2 separate regions of the Siniperca chuatsi genome follow, and region 1 is linked to region 2. Evidence: chromatin contacts called from public Hi-C data. All regions are on one chromosome and are shown on one strand. Each heading gives the region's core, a stretch centred on a gene start, on an enhancer-like site or on the middle of the called end of the contact. The rest is flanking DNA. Distances are from core to core; before and after follow the strand shown. Region 1 holds the start of gramd1bb (protein Aster-B). Region 2 holds the start of rbm7 (RNA-binding protein 7).

Region 1 (4,855 bases), core at 1,604-4,103, 130 kb before region 2:
AGAGGGTTGCCTAATCACCATACCGCTGTGGCTGCTAACAGCCAGTTTTCATATTAGACAAAGCCACAATTAGATCCTATCTGTCCCAGGTGACAGCTCCCGTAGCAACAGGCAGGGATGTCTGCAGTTTCACCGCAATATCTTACACCACAGTCTTGTTGTAACATCTTGCAATAGTCAAGTTCCTTAAACCTTAACTAAAGCTCACAATTCATGAAACTTTCCATCAGCCTGTTGCTGGATGTGGAATCACACTGAAGAAAATTCCAATAACACACACCTCACTATGGTAAAAATACGGTGTCCCAATTCCAGACTGTGTAGATACAAAGTATAAAGTACGCTATCTACTCATGTTGACAGTGCACTATTTTGACGTTTAGTAGACAATAAAGTACACATATCACTAACCGGGAAACGGAAAACTATGTCTACTACTGTGAGCACTGTTTTTATAGGGACTTTTTGTTTGTCTAAGATTTGTTTTCATTTTTATAAGCTTAGAGTATTTTCTTAATTTTCTCTTGGTCCTTGTATTGTGGGACACTATAAAATCACATTATGATCATTTATATGCTGGCATTTTCTTCATTTTTTGTCATGTTTCCAGTGTTAACACTGTACATACTCAAAACACAGAATAAGTAGGCCTATATAGAGTGTAAAATTCGCGCATCAAACTACAGTACACTCTTAAGCCCTGCTCGACACCAGTTTGATCAAGTAACAGTAACTCTCAAAGACTGTGTGATTTGTCAAGGTTTGACAGCCAAGAATCTCGGTGTTATGTTTGATCTTACTCTCTCTTTTGATCAGCAAATTAAAGATTTCTGTCCTTGGCTGATGCAGAGCTCCTAATTCACACCTCTGTTTCATCCAGACTTGATTACATGCACCGTAACATTTTGTTGTCAGGCCTGCCGTGTGCTTGTAATAAAAGTATTCAAATGGTTGAAAATGCTGCAGCCAGAATCTTAACTATAACTACAAAATTTGATCATATCACACCAATTTTAGCTTCCCTTCATTGGCTCCCTATCCATGCCAGGTGCTTCTGATGACTTACAAAATTATAAGTTTTGTAAAGTCTGTTTGTTTGTGTCCCACAAGCACAGCTCTGAGCCTATCTCTCTCTCTCTAGTTTCTCCTCCTTGTCCTTTCTTTCCATTCAGGCTTCTCTGTGCTGGACCATCAACCATCCTGGAACCTCTCTCTCTCCTGGCTGTCGGTGCCTCATTCAAGATGTTTGGATCTGGATCTTTGTCCTCCAGGAGATTCAGCCTCTCCTCTTGTCTCTTTCTGTCCCTTGTGTGCATGTTGTCATTGTCACTCTCTCTCCCTTTGTGTGTCTTTCTTTCTCCTCTCTGTGTGAATGGTGTGCTTAAGATTTGCCTCTTGTGTGTCTGCCAGGTCTCTATGGTGGAGAGGAGGTCGTGTGGCTCAGGTTCTGTCTGTTTGGGGACACCTGAAGTTGCTCAACATCGTCCCGAATCCATTCTTCACATGTATACAATCTTTCTATAATTTTGTCACAGTGTTCATACTGTCATGTTACGGTGTTGGCAAAACGTCTGCTGTGAATAAGGTCTACCTGCCCCCTTTAATTCCCACATTACAGTCTGTCATCAAGAAAACGAGAAACAGCTGCTCAAGAAAAGCCGTGGCTGCCTTCGGAAGGTCCTATCATCTCATCTACACTGATAGGGACTGCATTAATCAATAGCAATTTACACATATGAGTGCATTGGGGTACACAGGTTTAACATTTATTTAATTTTTTGCTTCAGTGGACCAGTTACTATTTTCAGAAGTGTTTTAATGTGTTTTGGCAGAATTAATACACTAATTCACTCAAACTCTTTCACTGTTTTTCATGCAAATAACAATTAATTAATGGAAAAAACAAAGTCAATTTGTATAAAGATTATTTTAGCTTGTCATTAGATATATCTTTAAATAGGAAACTAGGCTAAAAAAAAGTTTGAAAGGCTATATGAAGTTAGCAAGCTGACAGACAGCCATTTATAGCTAAAGAATTGCCTAGCTTAAACTTACACATCCAACACACAGAGCAACATTAGCATTCATTAATAGGGCAATATTCACTCTCCTTTTTTTAGTGCTGTTTTGGTCTCCAGGAACTCCAGAGAAAAAATATCTTGGTCTTTAGCTTGCTAGCTAGCTGCTAACTTTGTCTGTTGTTTGTCACTGGGCAGGTAGCATAGTTGGTTTATTAGAGCTTATTTGCTACTTTCTTTCTCCCTTTTTCCATGGTGTCACTGTAATATATCTGACATTCAAAAACTGGGAGGACGAGGGCTGAATTTGCACTCTTAAAGTGGATTACTGAGGTTTATTTTTCATTACACTACAGTATATGGGAGGGAGGGCTGTAGCTGTATTTCTTGACACCCAAATTTAATCCTTTCAGCATCACCCACAATAATCGCCTTGTGCATTCACAACTTTCTCTCCTCGCTGGAAGCCTAAACCCCTTCAACCTCACGGCCGTGAAGAAATCTTACTTGTGTCGTTTTCTGTCGCTGCAGGGAGAAGTTGACTTGCCACGTTGGTGGTGTCCATGCTGGAAGGGGCGGAAGGCGATGCTCCTGAACATCCCGTCCTCCGCTGGCTCCTCCAGCCTCAGCTGAGGGATGAGATGCCCAAAGGCCATGTCCTCTGTAACAGGTGTGCGCACACTGTAATCGGTGCGGGGAATACTACCTGCGACCCACTGAAGGCTACACCACTATTGGCCTGCAGTCGGATCGTCTCTGCTGTGCGGGCTGCAAGGCGAGGTGGAACTCGTTCTCAAAGTGGAGTCTGGGGCAGGTGTCCTCGAGAGGGTTCCCAGTTAAGTGAGGAAGTTATTTCACTCACTTTGTGTCTCACAAGTAATTAGCACAATGTTTTTGACTATAAAAATCTTTATTCTATCAGACTCTTCAGTGCCCTCATTATGTCTCTGCCTACATTTGAGATTAGAGGGTAAAATGGGATGTACAGAAGTAGAAAGGCATTTCACACACTATTTATACTGTAATTGCATACAAGAACTTAACTTTCATAGGCACATCATACACCTTTTGGGACTAAGATTTTTCTGAAAGGGTAATTGATGTTTGCCTGAATGGTCATGATTATTATTATTATTATTATTATTATTCAACAACGTGTTAAGCACAAGCATGACATATTTATTAAGTGTCCCCTGTCACAGACAGAGGATTCGGAATATCATTCAGTGATTAGGCCTCATAACAAATGTGTTAAAGTCGTTGTTGGCTTCTAGGATATGATACAAAAAGTGCCACCATAAGAGAAATGTCGTCACCACAGATGTCAAAATGTGTGTGTGTTATTTAACCTGCCACTTGCTGGTGTAGTAGTGGGTGAGATAATCTGAAGACTTGAATGCTATAGGGTCAACTTTTGCACATAGTTATGAAATGATGCAAACTGTACTAATACCCTTCATGTACAGCATATTTGGATCAACATTTTAGATGAACACCCTGTAGGTCAAAAGGAAAACGTGTTATACCACAGGTTAGAGTCTGAAGGTGAAATCCTCAGCCAAGTGGTTCTCTTCTTCAGAGTATAGAATTATGGATCTCCTTTGTCTAATTTAGCTGACAGTTCATTTTACTTGCTTGCTCCATTAAAAGATACTGTATCATTAATTGCCTCATTTTTTAAATTAGATGTACTAATAGCTTTCAGAATTGAGTTTCTAGTGTACTAAATTGATATTCATGCATCTTGCTTTCCTGGTTTAATAAAGAAAATCAAATACTTTAATTATTGACTATTAAGATATCTTGTTGGCTGTTTATCTTGTAAACACTAAGCTTAGTGTGCAGACATTTTTTGACACAGCACCAAAAAAGGTGATTCATCCTGCACCGACTTAATTAAAAGCTGAAACACATCACCATTGTTCTAGTTAAACAACACTTTTTCTCAGCTATAACGTCAGAGAATCACAATGTAAATTAATGCTCACATTTATCAGGGATGTCATAGGTGCATTAATCATAATCGGGCCTGTCAGATAGAACAGTATCAGTTAGTCAGTTTACAATTTAGCCTCCACAAATGGATAATTTCTCCATAGTCCATCTATATGCAACTCAAGTTTTAAAAGTGAAATTGCAGCAGAGAACAGTGTGTGTCAAAAATAGCATGCTATTAACCTCTCTATCTAAATGTATGGCAGCACTATAATTAGTGTAGTTGTCAGAGTGCGAAATATACTTTAGATGTGGGTCACAGAGCAATGTTCATTAGCCAGAGATAATCAGTGCAAAGACACGCAAAACACTGGTAAAAATCCACAGTATTATTCCGAAAGACTGACAATAGTGAAGCCAATTTGTTGCTTTCAGTGGCGTGCTGGAATGTTTTTCACCCGTCTTTTTAAAGCTGATTGTCAAAGATAATAGATGATTAGCTTTCAGATGAATGAAACCTGGATAAGAGGTTTTTTTATTGTTAAAATGGAAACAACAGTCTACACTTCTGCTGCACCCCTATTTATCATTATATTGTGTTGCACTTGGTTCACATGTCAGGTTCCACCAGAGGGAGCTTTAAGCAAAGCCACTCACAGTACCTGGACCCAATGAGATCCACTAACAATATTACTGTCATGTTCTTCCATTGAGCCATTTAGGACAACTGTGCACCGTGGACCGTTACATAAATGGATAACTTTTATAATTTTTTTAACAATATTCATGGTAAAATTAGGTTACAGTTATCTGTGGGGACCCAGGAATTAAGAACTGGTGATTAGTGACAAGGTCATTGTCAAGAAAGACGAAAATATTATCCAGACCTCACAAACTTCGAT
Region 2 (4,527 bases), core at 1,060-3,559:
CAACTGGCATAACCAGTATCACTGGATCAATGCTGCCATCTACTGCTACTTTTAAGACTCTTCAGCATTGCATAGTATACAATATTTAGAGTAATGAATGAAATAGTTAAGAATTTGAATTGACAAATCTAGTTTGGTTTAGAAAAGCAAAATGTATTTATTTATTGGCAAAGCAACAATACATGCCAATGTATTCAGTTTCTGTAGGCAGTAATGAGGGTTTTACAGATTCAGCAGGTCTGCCTGTTTTGTCTTCCAATTCACTTACCCCTTTCACCCATCTCCACACCATATACTTTGTCCTGTGGAACAGCACTCATAGGGCTCTCCTGAATTCCTTCCAATGGTTATTAAAAGGGAGGAGAAAATACATCAGGGAGATGTATGGGGTAATGGCAATATAGGAACCCAAAATAGATTCAAGGGCTTTAGTCATCAAATAGTATACTGTACAGGTGTGGTTTTATGGTTTAGGCTTTTTTACTGCTTCCATTGCAGCCTTGAAGCATTTTAAATCATAAGCATTTTGTGGGAAAGCGCCAATACATCCCATACGTCAAGTGTTAACAACAATGCATAACAGCAAAGGTCCCACAAGACACGGTGACAGCCAAGATTTTGGTGTTAAATTGCAGTGTTTATTGCCTTGTGAGTAATATAAGTGATGGAAACAGCACCTTGCATGGAATAAATATGTCATAGAGATTGCAAGGTGTAGATTCTTCTCTAATAGCTATAGCATTTAGTCCACTTCGATCTTTCTTAAATTAAACAGCAAAAAAGAGGGGCGGTCTTTAAATTGTCGCTGCAGTGCCATCCCCGTTTCTCTTACTTGAGCTTTACCAGGCCAAAATCTGTGAGGATGTTTCCCAGACATGAAGGAGAAAATCATTACAGTTTAAATTGATCTAATTAATATGGAGGACAGATACCGAGGCACATCTGATTTGGGTGGAAGTCAAGCCTCTCACGCCGCTCGCTTGACCTGCTCACTGAACGATGTCAACAGCACCAGAAGCACTTGGTTCCAGGTGCTTGAGTCACTCACCCACAGTGAGCCACAGGATAAGGAAAGAAAAAAAAAAGAAAACCTTCCAGGCAGTCAAAGAAACTGAATAAGCCACAGAAGAGAAGAGAAAAATTACTTTATATTATCAAAAAGGTAGAAGGTAGAAGACTTAATCTGGCCTTACTAAAGGCAAACATCAGTGCAAAGTATAGGCTATGCATGAAAAGGATATTAAAACAAAACATTACATCACTGTCACGGCTTACTGAGACACATGAATAGAATGGAGCCATTGTTAATGTCATTAGTAACACCTGTGCTTTTTCTACTAGTCAAAATGTCTGCTGTGAAAAGGGCATTTTGTATTCTGGACAGCAGCTTATCTTAATTAGAAGATCACTGTTCTTTAACGAGGAGTGGATGTCTTTTGGCAAGTCTTATGACTCTAGATTTGTTTAGCATCAACCAAAAAAGGTATGGCATTTAAAAGACATTCTCCCTCTCACTTAAGCAAACACATACTTGCACATGTTTGAGTGCACACACATCTAACAAACCATTGGTTGCTTCTCTTTATCAGAAAAGAAACACAAAATGAAAATGAGAAGGCAGACAAGATGTCTGTAGAACGTAAGCGATGAGCTGATAAGTCAATCAGCAGAAAACGAATCTGCAATGATTTTGATAAACGATTAATCGTTTGAGTCATTTATCAAGAAACAATTCCAGACATTCTCTGACTCCAGCTTCTCAAATGTGAGGATTTCCTGCTTTCCTCTTTGTTATATCATTGTGCATGTTTCAGACTACAGTCTATGGTCAAAACCAACAGACCAAACAAGCAGTTTAGACTTGGATTCTGGGATTGTTTTTTTGTTTTTTTAAACTATTTTCCGACATTTTATAGACTAAACAATTAGTCTATAAATTAATTTAAAAAAAGATTAATAGATGAATCCATAATGAAATAATCAGTTGCATGCCTAGAAGGCTGATTATAAAAATGAGTAGTTTACCATTAGATAAAGTTGTAGTAGTACAGGTAAAGTTAAAACACATTTTCAAAAAGTTTTAGGCTAAATGTTTCAACAGCTCTCCTGTTCTGTGTTCTTACTTAGTAGCTCCCAAAGAAGATTAAATATGCCATGTATTACAAAACATTTATAAGGAAAGCATGTTTACATTCATCCGTATTGTTGCAGTTTAAACAAATTAGCTATTTTCAAAGTAAAGATAAAACATTTCCAGCATAGATGAACATACCGTAATTTATGTGTCGTAAAGTAACCGCTGTTCACTACGACGGAAGCACAAGTGTAACAGCCTTTCACTTTACGACAACATAGGCCTTCCGTTTGTATTTCGCAGAGCGCTTTTTTACGCTAGACGTTAGCATTCATATCACTTGGAGAGTGCCAGTATTTGCTCAAATACAATGGGAATAGAGGAAGAAACGGACCGGACGCTCTTCATAAGAAATTTAGATGCAAGAGTGACGGAGGAGCTTTTGTTCGAACTGTTTTTACAGGTGCTGTTGTCGCTAACGTTAGCCATAGCTAGAAAATGTCAAGCGTATGGATAGCATAACACACATAGCGTTAATGCTAACAAATCGAAAGCGAGTTTAAATTACCCCAAAATGTTAAGTTATGATGTGTACAATACGTGTGGCTCCTTTACATATGTTGTAACACTAATGTTTGTTGTAACTTATACACGCTGTGGAAAATTTCAAGAGATGTTCTTAAGTCATTTATGGCAGCTAGCTATCGTTAGCTTTAGCTAGTTGTTGTTTGTGTACAACATTAATTTAATTGTTTTTGCAGGCAGGACCTCTCATCAAAATAAAAATTCCAAAAGACTCGGATGGGAAACAGAAAACATTTGGTTTTGCTGTTTACAAACATGAAGTGTCCGTGCCATATGCCATGCAACTACTCGACGGGACATCGCTACATGGGAGAACTCTTCATGTGCAGTTCAGATCAGGTGACTTGACTTTTATTTTTAACCATTGAACAGTTTTGACAATCTGTCATTCATAATCATTACTTAATCTAATGGGGTTACACTGCCAGAAACGTGTAAAAGTAGCCCCAGTTTGTGCTCCTCATGTATTAGCATACATTCGGGTCACAGAGTTAACCATCGTTTTCTCTAAAAGACAATTCAGAATCAAATACTTTATTGATGACCGAGAGGAAACTCTTTAAACGACGAGACTGAACTACGGCAACAGGCAGCATGGGTGTTTTAAAAACACTTACCGCTGTTCTGATGATATTTTCAGAATCCTGTTTTAACTATATAGATGAAAAAATATTGCGATAAAAAATACTTTTAATCCGTTTCCCGAGTTGCAACTCTGTGTGTGTGTGTGTATGTTAATAAAATGCTCTTACAAGTCTAACATGGCTGTTAACATCAACTCAAGTTGTCCCAGAAACAGACACTCCTGCTTACTTGGGTTACTGCGCCTGCTTCTCTACGTAACCCCATTGACTTGCTGTCTCAAAAACTGCACCCATCACTGAGCTAAATAGCACAAAATGTGATGCATCAATATTCGCTGATCTATGCCGAACAATACTAGTACTTATTCACCTTTATCCATGCAAGGGTAAGTTTGATTTACCATACCATGTTTTTATGCCATGTGGAAAGACTGTAATAGGACTAAAACCAAGACATTAAATTATCGCACTTTGCATAAAAATAAAGATTGAGTCATGATCTGTTTCATGTCTATTCAGGTTTGCGTGACAACTAAACCCACAGCAAGTTAGCCCAAAGAGTCCAATTTCATATTTCTCACAAACTTGGTGCTGGCGAAGCCTTAAACCTCCTTGTGAAGGAAGAAGTGTGTTTTATGTACCTGATCAGAGGGCTCTTAATGCACAGTAACACCATACATGATAGTGGACTGAAATGAACCAGGCTGGAGCCACGCTTAAGCCAGGTTTAACAAGGCTTGTATTACTTTTCCCACTGCTTGTTGCAATTGTAAATAATATCAATACATTTGTTCTTTTTGTACAAGGAAACCATTCATTTTAAAATAGACCTGGCCTTTTTTCTATTTTCTCATATTCAAATGTGAGTATGTGAATACTGTGTGTGTGTGTATATATATGACTGACTACTGTATCATCTGGTGAGAACAATAGTTGTCATGTGTTCCTGTGAAGTATGTAGAAGTTTCTCCAGGCAAAATGTTACTACTGTCATTAATTATAATACTGCTTGTTTCTAAAGCATGGCAGTTTTGAGTGTCCCTGTTTTTATTTAATTAAACATGTATCACACAGTGTCACACATAATAAAAGTACAAGATTATTGTACTTGCACATTGTGGCAGTTATTTTCAAACTTGAATTTTGTCCTTTACTAATAAACTGTGTTTTGTTCTCTTTCCCCTATCATAGGTAGCAGCCATAGCAGCAGTCCAGGGAACTCGCAGAATTCAAGTCCTGCAAATACCCCAAATCCCCATGGCCAGAGGTAAGACTGTCTGTCTC

The links. Hi-C and Micro-C count contacts between places; a contact is called where the count stands out from the background.
Region 1: a contact with region 2 is called in a Hi-C map of skeletal muscle, with 7 times the contacts expected there. The contact joins the promoter of gramd1bb here to the promoter of rbm7 in region 2. A contact is called at or near these places in 2 of 3 Hi-C or Micro-C datasets (skeletal muscle and an unstated tissue).

What each region holds. Positions count from the first base shown.
Region 1 is chrLG7:10,500,178-10,505,032 of ASM2008510v1, reverse strand. It overlaps gramd1bb (protein Aster-B), which reads right to left and starts at 2,853. Exons shown (of 24, transcript XM_044201582.1): 1 at 2,526-2,853. The coding sequence starts at 2,674.
Region 2 is chrLG7:10,371,351-10,375,877 of ASM2008510v1, reverse strand. rbm7 (RNA-binding protein 7) reads left to right here and starts at 2,309. Exons shown (of 5, transcript XM_044203044.1): 1 at 2,309-2,537; 2 at 2,836-2,998; 3 at 4,435-4,510. The coding sequence starts at 2,445. It overlaps LOC122879198 (a long non-coding RNA gene), which reads right to left and starts at 2,324. Exons shown (of 3, transcript XR_006378650.1): 1 at 2,273-2,324.